Regions from separate parts of the Oryctolagus cuniculus genome. Here region 2 is linked to region 1. Evidence: chromatin contacts called from public Hi-C data. All regions are on one chromosome and are shown on one strand. Each heading gives the region's core, a stretch centred on a gene start, on an enhancer-like site or on the middle of the called end of the contact. The rest is flanking DNA. Distances are from core to core; before and after follow the strand shown. Region 1 overlaps CACNA2D1 (calcium voltage-gated channel auxiliary subunit alpha2delta 1). Region 2 holds the start of CACNA2D1 (calcium voltage-gated channel auxiliary subunit alpha2delta 1).

The links. Hi-C and Micro-C count contacts between places; a contact is called where the count stands out from the background.
Region 2: a contact with region 1 is called in a Hi-C map of an unstated tissue, with 1.9 times the contacts expected there. The contact joins the promoter of CACNA2D1 here to the enhancer-like site in region 1. A contact is called at or near these places in 2 of 6 Hi-C or Micro-C datasets (psoas muscle and an unstated tissue).

What each region holds. Positions count from the first base shown.
Region 1 is chr3:147,168,515-147,173,693 of mOryCun1.1, forward strand. The region is part of intron 3 of CACNA2D1 (calcium voltage-gated channel auxiliary subunit alpha2delta 1); the gene reads right to left. Among named protein-coding and RNA genes, the nearest start is that of CACNA2D1, 140 kb to the right of the region's middle. Within about 2 kb of position 3,862, at least 1 of the 8 cell types and tissues checked has an H3K27ac peak or open chromatin away from gene starts, as enhancers often do.
Region 2 is chr3:147,306,569-147,311,813 of mOryCun1.1, forward strand. CACNA2D1 (calcium voltage-gated channel auxiliary subunit alpha2delta 1) reads right to left here and starts at 1,705. Exons shown (of 39, transcript NM_001082276.1): 1 at 1,285-1,705. The coding sequence starts at 1,385.

The DNA.
Region 1 (5,179 bases), core at 2,612-5,111:
GGGTAACTTCCCTGCATGAGGGTGGCAGAGAAGAAAAGTATGGCCTGCCTTGACAGGAGCTGCTTTTAAGTCTTTAAACTGTCCTCCTTCTAGCATTTATTCAGTGTGCCTTTTATGCAGCTGAGAAATCAGCAAGTGCATCTGAAACACATAAGCTGAGTGGTAGCTAAAAGGTGGGAACTTTTCTCAGGGCAGAGATCCATGCCACCTGCTGCTCCTCAGCTTCTGGATTTCTGATTTGGCTTCCTACAGAGGAGCAGTGGGCGTGAGATGTCAGCTGGAGGCTAGAGTCTGCCCTCTACAAGGGAGGAAGAACAGTTAGCAGTTGCCCCCTACCCTTACCCCTTTTCCTGGCCATTTGGCCTTGCTGAAATTCAGGAAAGAGCAGTTCTCCACTCATAGAATCATCTGCAAAAACCATAAGGCTCCAGTAGGCAATTATGTGCTGCAAAAGAAGGACAGTGAATGCATCAAACATGTATAAACTTTATGAAGAATGAAATCCCAAGAGGGGTGTTCCTAGATGATTGCATTAAACTCAGCTCTCTGCAGGTCTAAGTTGTCCCACTCCTATGACGCCTCTCTCCCTTCTCAAAGAAATGAGCATTCTGGCCCTTTCACTCTATGCATGCCCTGCATTTCTCACCATTTGTAATTAAAACTCAGTTAATTAAGCACACCTTACACTTGCAATTGCAAACAGTTTACTTGATTATAGGCAAAGATGCATAACCAACAATCTGGAAGAACCAGAGTTCACTTCTTAAAAACCAACAGAGCAGCAGCACGGTATGTAAAAAAGCTACTAGTCTCTTTGCTTTTAAGCTTAGTGAGTAACTGCATGCTATTGATATGGGTAGGCAGGTAGCTAGCAAGCAGCCAGGAGCTGAGGACTGCCAACACCCACGCCTCATAAAAAGCCCAAATCCTATTATCTTTTTTTTTTTTTTTTTTTGACAGGCAGAGTGGACAGTGAGAGAGAGAGAGACAGAGAGAGAAAGGTCTTCCTTTGCCGTTGGTTCACCCTCCAATGGCCGCCGCGGCCGGCGCGCTGCGGCCGGCGCACCGCGCTGATCCGATGGCAGGAGCCAGGAGCCAGGTGCTTTTCCTGGTCTCCCATGGGGTGCAGGGCCCAAGCACCTGGGCCGTCCTCCACTGCACTCCCTGGCCACAGCAGAGGGCTGGCCTGGAAGAGGGGCAACCGGGACAGAATCCGGCGCCCCGACCGGGACTAGAACCCGGTGTGCCGGCGCCGCTAGGCGGAGGATTAGCCTAGTGAGCCGCGGCGCCGGTCCAAATCCTATTATCTTCCCTGCAGATTAAACAGGGCTGACATGCCCACTCCTCATTCTGGAGCTATCCCTCACTTTCCATCATGCTCCAGATGCTATGACACCTTCCTGGAGACCACCACATTCACCACATCCTCAACCCAACCCTGCCTCCTTGGCATCCAATTAGGCCCTGTCTAAGCACCCCCCGCCCAATATCCTGCCTCCTTGGAACATCCAATCAGGCCCTATCCAAGCACCACCCCATATCCTGTAAAAGGTAGACTCCAACTCAGGTAGGTATAATTCTCTCATCAGGTTGCCCACACTTATGTCTGAGTGAGCATTATCTCTGTGCTTTTCAACAAATTCTGCTTTTCTGCACATTTCTATCCATGTCTCCCAGCTGCATTTTTACATGAGAACCTCGGACTACACTAGTTGGAGTTCTCTCCAAGCCCAGCCAGGGTCCAGAGTCCCACAACAGTATCTAAGCTCAAGTTCAGGAATTGTAACAGAAACCTAATTTTTATCTTGATATATCTTGATATAATGTGTGTTAATACCTAGAGCACAGTATCCCTAAAACATATCCCCAGAATATATTCACTTAGGGGTATAAAAGTCCCAGCACAGTGTGTGGCTCTAAAATTGCTGGTTTTCAGCCTAAATGATTACATTGAGCTCAACAAGAAATGAGGGATTTTATGACCTGTGTATCCATTACCTGACAAATCCACCACACATTTTTATACAAATAACTTAATTCCAGTAAGACCAGAGGACTAAAAGGCCACATTCCCTCACCTTCCTTCTCTCCATGGCTTCCTTTTTCTCCTTCAGTTCTCCCTCTACATATGATATGGGACCCAATCAGGGAGATGAGATTAGGCTCAGGAGCTGAAGGCCACACCCCGCACCCCCTGCCAGATCTCTTGCTCCATACCGCATCTCACCTGTATCCATCCACCTGCCAATCAGACCATGTAACCACTCCCCTTTCGGAAAGTGAATAAGAGGTCTGGGGCACACTGAGTGCACTGTTTTTTGCCACCACTCCTGCCCCTTCTCCTGCCTACATGGCACCCCCATGTGCCTCTGGCTTGCAGACTCCCGTATGTGGCCCCTGGCTGGCCCTCAAGCTTTTGGTACGGAGCTTCTCATTTAATCTTTCGGACCCACCCTCCCGTTTAATAAAGCCCTCACATTCCTGTGCATTTCTCTCACTCTCTAAATAAATCTCAAATCTTACCATGTTGCCTGCTACATTTGAGCTGGTTTTTTTTATTCTTATCTAAACAAACAGCAAGGACTCCAAAATATTAATTTTCGCTCAAGCTCTCCCCATAACACATACACTGCAATTAAATTAAGCTGCCATTACAGGCTCTTTTACACAGTGTTTCTCATGTAAAATAAGACATGACAATACGTAATCTTATTGTGAAACAAAAATAGCAACCTATTACTGCCTGACCCTGGGTAATATGCTTAAATCTTCTTAATTCTGTGCTTACTCATCATATTTATTCAAGGAGAAGGGGAAGAGGAGGAGGAGGAAGAGGAAGAATCAAGAAAAGAGGTGGGAGAAGGGAAGACAGAAGAATTAAATGCAGTAAGCATAGAGAACTCAGTAGTAGGTCTTGATACACACCAGTGCAAGGCAGTGTAGGAAGAAACGATGTCATCAAGCTTGGGAATTAAAAAAATCTCTGCACAAATCCCTGCACAAAAGATCTCTATAGAATGGAGACAATGGTAATGCCAAGTGTGGAAATATTTTGTAAGGATTAAATAAGTCAACACCAATAGAGTCCTTAGTCCAGTGTCTTCTATATGGAAAACACTTGGTAAATCACTGCTATTATAAGATATTTGAGATTTTAAAAACATTTTTGGTTTCTCTCCCTACTGAGAAAGCTTGAGGGTTAATTTCATTTCAGTGGATACAACTAATGAGCCAAAATATAGTTACTGATGAAGACAGCTGAAGTTACATACTGTATTTGTCTATTCCGATCTCCAGTTTACAAATTCCTATCTGGGAGGGGAAAAGTTGATGGGAGCAGTCATTTAATGAAAACAAAGACTTAGGTAGGAGTCAAACTCATTGCTATGAGCCACAAACAACAATGGTTATGGGAATGTCCATATTTTAAGGAAAAGTTCTGAGTATATAAATATCATCCTGCATGAATTAGTTAATTATTCTCTTATGTAACAGGCCACATTCTGTTGTTGTGTTGAGGGAAAACTGCACAGGCAACAAGATATAGGGGGTACCAAATTCTCTGTAAACTCTCGGGTAGAAAATGGGTCATTACTATTTGTGACTGGCCCTCTGCAGCACAGGTCTAGAATTAGTCAGAAACGACAGCGTAAACAATCAGGGCCGACTGGTTCACAACAGACCAACAATTACAGGAGAAGATGTAATTGGGGAGTAATGAGAGCTGGGACATGAAGTGAACAAATCAGCCAGGGAAGAAGCAGACAGTCTTTTGTAACTAATGCCTGGGCTGTCAAGCCACACTGGGTCTTGTCAGTGTCAGGTGCCCTGGAGCCTCAGGCCCACATGTGCTCGGCGCGGCCAGCTGGCCCAGTGCCCACGGCTGGGATCACACACACAGGGCAGAGCGTGCGAGCTGTATTGGTACTCAGCAACTGCAACTCCAAGGCTGAGCTTTCTGACAGATAAATCTGGAAGACAGATGTTTGCCCAACCAGCCTCTTAATTCCGAACTGCTTACATTGCCAACAGCAAAGGCACTGATCTGCAGAGAAGAGCGTGAGTTTTTGACATTATTATAATAATTAAGAGTATATCGTTTAAAATCAAGTCCTACATACATAAATATATTTACCCTAAGACACTGGGCAAACATGGAAGCAGTCACTCCCCTCCAAGTCTGTCAGAAACCCTCTTTCTAACAAATAAATGAAAAAGAGAGAGAGAAGCAAAGAACAGAAGGAATAAAGACTTTTATTTCCTTAAAAGAAAAGTATAATGTTCAAAATCCTTTTTTAATATTGACTCTATTTATTTGAACAGCAGAGAGAGAGAGAATCTTCCACCTGCTGATTCACTCTCCCACATGGCCGCAAATTACCAGAGCTAGTTTGGTCTGAAGCCAGGAGCCAGGAACTCCATCTGGGTCTTCCACATGGTTGGCAGGAGTCCAAGCAATTGGAACATCATCTGCTGCCTCCCAAGTGCATTAGCAGGTATTTGGATCAGCAGTAGAGTTGCTGGGACTGAAACCAATGCTTCAATATGGGATGCTAGCATTACAGGTGGCAGCTTAACCCTCTGTGCCACAGTGCCAGCCCCCCAAATCCTTTAGACTTAAGCACTCCTGTTCTAAGAATTTTTTAAATAAGGTAATTAAAAATCTTTCTACATATATGTAAAGATGTGCTCTGAACAGCATTAGTTCCTATAAGTAAACTAAATTTCTACCAATAGAAGACTGGCTAAATAGTGATATTCTCATATAAGGGAATACTACAAAGCTATTTAAAAGACCGTGTTAATTAATGTCCAATCACACAAAAATTGTTACAAAATACTGGTAATTACACACATACAGGTACTAAAAGGTAGTCACTAAACTTTAAAAGGTAGCTTTTCTCTGGATGGTTGACTCTTAAACTTCATCTTATACTAGATTTTTATATTTTAAATTATTGACAATAAGGCTATACTTGCATAGTTATATTCATACACGTATAATATACCAGAATCACCGAATATATATTATCGTCTCACATATGAGCCATGAAAGTAGCTTCTGCTATAGCTGGATCATATTCTAATGAAAAATGATTAATTTTCAGTTATAATATGCCTTGCCATAGTATTTTACTACATTTAAACATTTGATTCTGGCCTCTGTGCTTTAAGATAG
Region 2 (5,245 bases), core at 455-2,954, 140 kb after region 1:
GAGTGATTTCCTCCTAGGAGTGAACGATTGTAGCAGCATCCTTAGGGCACCTCTTCCTCTGTGTGTGTTTAAGACAGCGGGCTGGAACGTTCAGCCAGTGAAGAGGACAGTCACCTCCTGTGCTTCTAACAAAAAGGACCTACAAAGATCATCCAACATTCCTGCCAAATCAATGGGGAAAAAAAAAAACAGCAGGCACTGCCCTTGTGCGGCCTGGGGATGCCTGCACTGACACCTGCTGTAACCACCCCTTAACCTGAATCCCAGGTCGGACACAGCTGCAGGGAGTCAGCCGGTACCCAGTCTCCGTGAGCACCCACCCAAAACTCCAGCGCTGTGGCCACAACGCGCAGCAAACAGCTCCCCGCGGCCTCAACGCTGGGAAGGCTACCTTGGGCTTGGGTTTTATTTTGTTATGTGCAATGCATTAGGAGTGACTCATGCACTTAAGATCACCTACTCCGAGAAGCTTGGAAGTAGCTTCAAGAACCAAAATCAATGCATCCCCAGCCTGCCCGGTAGGCTATTTGGCGCGTTTTAAAAATACATATGTATGTATACACTGATGCGTGCCACTGACTGAAGTCCACAGCTTTTTTCTGCATCCTAAGGGAGTATTGAGATTTCCCATTCCTTTCCTGCTACCTTTACACAGTCTGTTTCCAAAATAGCAGCCAGGATTTTTTTTATTATTATTACTATTATTATTTCAAAGTTATTTTAGACATGTTAAAAAAATCAAATGGGAAGGGAAAGGGAGGAAAAAAAAAAGCAGGAGGCTCGGGTGAACTGATCTACCCGTCCTGGGAGCGGGAGCCTGGCACTGAGACGGAGATCGCGAGCCACAGGAGGTCCGGGCGCGTGGTCCCGGCACCTGCGGGGGCCGGGCGCGGGCGGCTTCCGGGGCGCCAGGAGCTGTGGAGCGCGCCCGGTCCGCGTGCGGACCCCGGGCGGCTCTGGACACCGCAGCCGTCAGAGCGCGCTTCCCCAAGGAAGGGCCCTGCCCCACCAGCTCCTGGTAAAACGCGCACCGCCGAGACACAACTCGGCCCGCGTCCCCTCTGGACCTCTGAACTCCTCGAGTCGCCGGGACCCCGGCAGAACCCGTGAGGCACGGCCGCCGCCGAGTCGCGGGCGCTCGTTCCCCCGCGACGGCCCCGGCCCTGCGCATTCCAGCGCCCACGGAGCCCACCCAGCCCGGCTCCGCCCGCCGCTCGCTCCCCACCCGCACCGGCGGCCGGCCGAGCCCCGCGCCGCGGGACCCCCTCCCCCGCGCCGACTTACGTGACGGCTGAAGGGAACGGCTCCTCCGACGAGGGCCCGATCAGGATCAGCCACGCCTGCCAAAGTGTCAGCGTCCAGGCCAGCGGGCGGCCCGCAGCCATCTTCGCGAGCTGGGAGCAAGCCCCTCACACGCCCCGACCGCCCCCCAGCCGGCCCCGGGGCCGGGGACCGAGCGGCGCTGCCACCCGCGGGCGGCGGCGGCGGCGGCGGCGGCGAACGGCGCGCGGGCGGGCGGGCGGCGGCGGCGGCGAACGGCGGCGCTGGGCTCTGGGAAAGGGGCGGGCGGACCCCGCTAGCGCGCGTCGGCTGTTCGGCGCCGCGGCTGCCTCGCCTCCGCCGCCATCAAGGGCGACTTTTGCCAACAGACCTCGGCGGTGCCGCCGGCGCCCGAGCGCGCACACACCACGCTCGCCCTCCCTTCGCCGCGCTTCCTCCCTGATTTATTTCCCGCGATTGCCCGGGCGGGGGCGGGGGCGGGCGCGGGCGCGGAGGAGGGGCCGGGGTGGGGGCCGGGGTGGAGGTGGTGGGAGGGGAACGGCTCCGAGCGGCCTGGGCCGGCGAGGCTGGAGGAGGCGGCCGGGGGCGGGCGGAGAGACGGGGCCGGGAGCAGCCCACCATACAAGGCAGGCAGGAAACTCCCCAAAGTGGGAGTCGGCAGGGCTGGGCTGCGGAGGCCCCGGGCCGCCGCTATTTCCGCGCGCGCAGGCGGCGCAGCCCCCTTTAGCCCTTCTTGTGCCTGCCTGGGGACTCGAGACCCGGTCTTGTGGCCACCACTGGGGGGGTTGGGGGAGTTCGACCAGGTGGCAGTTTGCCCGGCTGTGCCACGGTGGGTAGCGGGGCGGGCAGAGCGCCTGTGCTAATTGTGCCGGCGGCCCCTTCTCCCAGGTGCAGCTCGGAATGGAAGGGTCGGCGCGGGGAGGGGGCACAGGCCTCCCTCCCACGGGCTCCCGCAGTCCCTGAACCGCACTGGCCGCTGCAGGGCACGTTCAGGTGTGTCAAGTCGCGGCAGCAGCAGGCACAGGTGGCCCTCCGCGCGCCGAGGCGCCGGGCCGGGGGAGCTGCGACGTGTGCGGTGCCGTGCGGTGCCGAGCCGAGCGCGCTCCGCCTCCGCCGTCCCGGGGAAGCCCGGGCTGGGCGCGCGCCGGCCACCCCAGTGAGAGATCCCACGGCGCTGGTCCTGGGCCTTCCTCGTAGCCGTGGACCTGCCGGGTCGAGGGTGGGAAAGTTTGCTTGAGCATCTCAGACTTGCCAAGCCGCGTCGGCGGCGCAGAGGGCCCAGCTCCAGATGAGAAAAGTGGCCGTTGTGCGTGTGGGAAAGCAGCCTGTCGTTATCCAAGTACCTGTTTTTAATAATTAGCCCTTAGTGCCTTAGTTCCAGGAGGAACTAATGAAAGAAGAAAGGCCCTTATTAATTCGAAATGGATTTTCCAGTCGTCTGAAAGCGACCTCTCCGAAGACGGGTGGTGGTGGTGGTCCAAATTTTAAGTGTGTATGATTTTATGATGCTCAGTCCAGCGGTGTTTTTTTGTCCTTGCTCCCCATCTACCTCTTTTTTTTTTCCTTGTTTGCCTTATGCTCTGCATCTTTATCTTGCTCTTTGTCTGTTTTTCTGCTTTGAGTGGCCTCACAAAGGGCACCCCGCCGAGACTTAACTTACTTTGTTTTATGTTAGGCAAAGAGAATTTGGCAGCCAGTGAGGGGTGAAGTGGGGTGTAATGGGATCGAGAAGTGGAGCTCCAGAGGGTATTTTATATAACCGAAGAAAGCTTTCCACTCCAAACTAAGACAACCACATAGTGTCAAGTCCATTATTGTTTATTTTATATCTAATGATTCTAAGGCAGATTTTCTTCCCCCGCATGAGGAGTAAGAAAACCAGAGTGAAAGAAGTCCATTATTGTCTATGTGATAACTCTGCCTATGTCATAACACAGTGCGTAAAAACGTCATCATCATATATCTTGTCAATTACTCCATTAAGGACTCCAGACTTCCCACTGTGGTACACCGGTTGTCAATTTTGTATGTTTTGCAGGAGAGCCTTAAAGAATGTAATAAACTCCTAGAGACGTTAAGGCAGGCTTCGTGATTAACTTCGTTGGTCTTTGAGCCAAACCTCCGTTTCTTGGCATTGCTGTGATGAAGCGCTGTGCTCTCCAATACCTGAGGCTGTTGAAGGGAGAGATTGCTTCTACGATTCTTGTTGAAAGCGTTGGCTATCCGCTGGGAGCCTAAGTCATTCCTTAATACTCTGTTGTGTGCTGTTCCATTCATTGCTTTTACCGACCTGAACCTTTCTAATGAGGATATTCAGTGTGGATTTATTTCCTGCATATGATAGCTAAAACAAGAACATTCACCGAACATTGCTTTATGTTTCTGTTGGATTCACTACAGCCTTCTCCAATGCATTTCTTTTTTTTTTTTCCAGTTCAGCTCTATTGTTTCAGAAAACTCCATAAAAATCATATCTTATTAATTTAATAAAATTTTGCTAACTCACCAAAATTTCTCATTCGTGATAAAAATTATCAAGGGCAATATAATTTATGCAAAACATTGATAATTGGTAGCTCAGTTATTTCATAGAAATGCTGAATTTGTTCATGCACATTACACTTAGATTAACAAAATATGAACAAAAACAATAAAAATCTAATAGCCATGAAATACCCTTACTCCTTTTTTATTTGAGATTATGCTATGAATATTTGGTAACATAAAATTCTATCTTGTATTTTTATAACAGCCTATGTTTGTATGTACATAGGAGGGTATTTTTCTGTTTTTTTTTTTTCAAATCCAATTAGAATAAGACAGAGTAACCTAATGAAAATTATCTGACTCCTCTCCTTTTTTGTTCTCCTGTACAGAGATTCAAAAATGAAAAAAAAGGAAAATAATTACTCTTTAAAAGGCAATACTTTCCCACTTTTTTGCATATTTTAAGACAACCGTGTTGAAAACCTTGACAAACATCTTTATTTGCTGATATGCAGGTGAAAGTATATGAAGAGCCATAATCAGATATACTTGTGATTTAAGGAATATTGTGTTTCTATGCACAGACGTATGTGACGTTAAAGACAAAGGAACAGAAAGCTTCACCTATCCTATCTCTTTGGAGAATATCTCAGGTGAAGGAATTTAGAAAGAAACTCAGAAGTAGCCATTCCCAGAAGAACAGGTGAGGGATGTGTAGTGAATTTTTGTTAAGTCAAAGTTCATCATCAGTATTTGTAAAGCAGCATCTAGAGGCCTTCATGAAAAAACAACATGGAAAGGAAACTATCCTAAATTAAGAAACACAGGAGGCAGGCGCTTGACCCAATTGTTAAGGCCTCAGTCAAGATACTCGCATCCCACATCAGAGGGCCTGGGTTTCTACCTGACTATGGATCCTACTCCAGCTTCCCCCTACTGAAGACTCTGGGAAGCAGCAGTAGTGGCCCAGGTGAGTCCCTGCCACCCACATGAAAGACCTGGATTGAGGTCACAGCTCCCAGCTTTGGCCTGGCCCAGCCCTGGCCATTTTGTCCATTTGGGAAGTGAAGCAACATATGGAAGTTCCCTCTCTCCCTCTCAAATTAAAATAAATAAATAAATAAACATGTTTTTAGAAATAAACCAAGGAAGACAGAACAGGAGCAAGCATATAACAGATTTGCAGAAGTTATATAAAGGGGTGCAGGTTGTAGATGTTTGTGGTGGTGTTTAAGACACTGCCCAGGATTGCCTGCATCCTATGTCAGAGTGCCTGGGTTCAAGTCCTGGCTCTGTTCTCCATTCCAGCTTTCTGCTGATATGCGTCTTTCTAGGCAGCAGGCGATGGCTCAATTAGTTGGGTCCCTGCCACCCACACGGGACACTCAGAGTTCCAGGCTCCTGACTTAAGCCTCGCCCAGCCATGCCTGCTGTGATCATCTGGGGACTGAACCAGTGGCTGAAAGGTCTCCCTCTT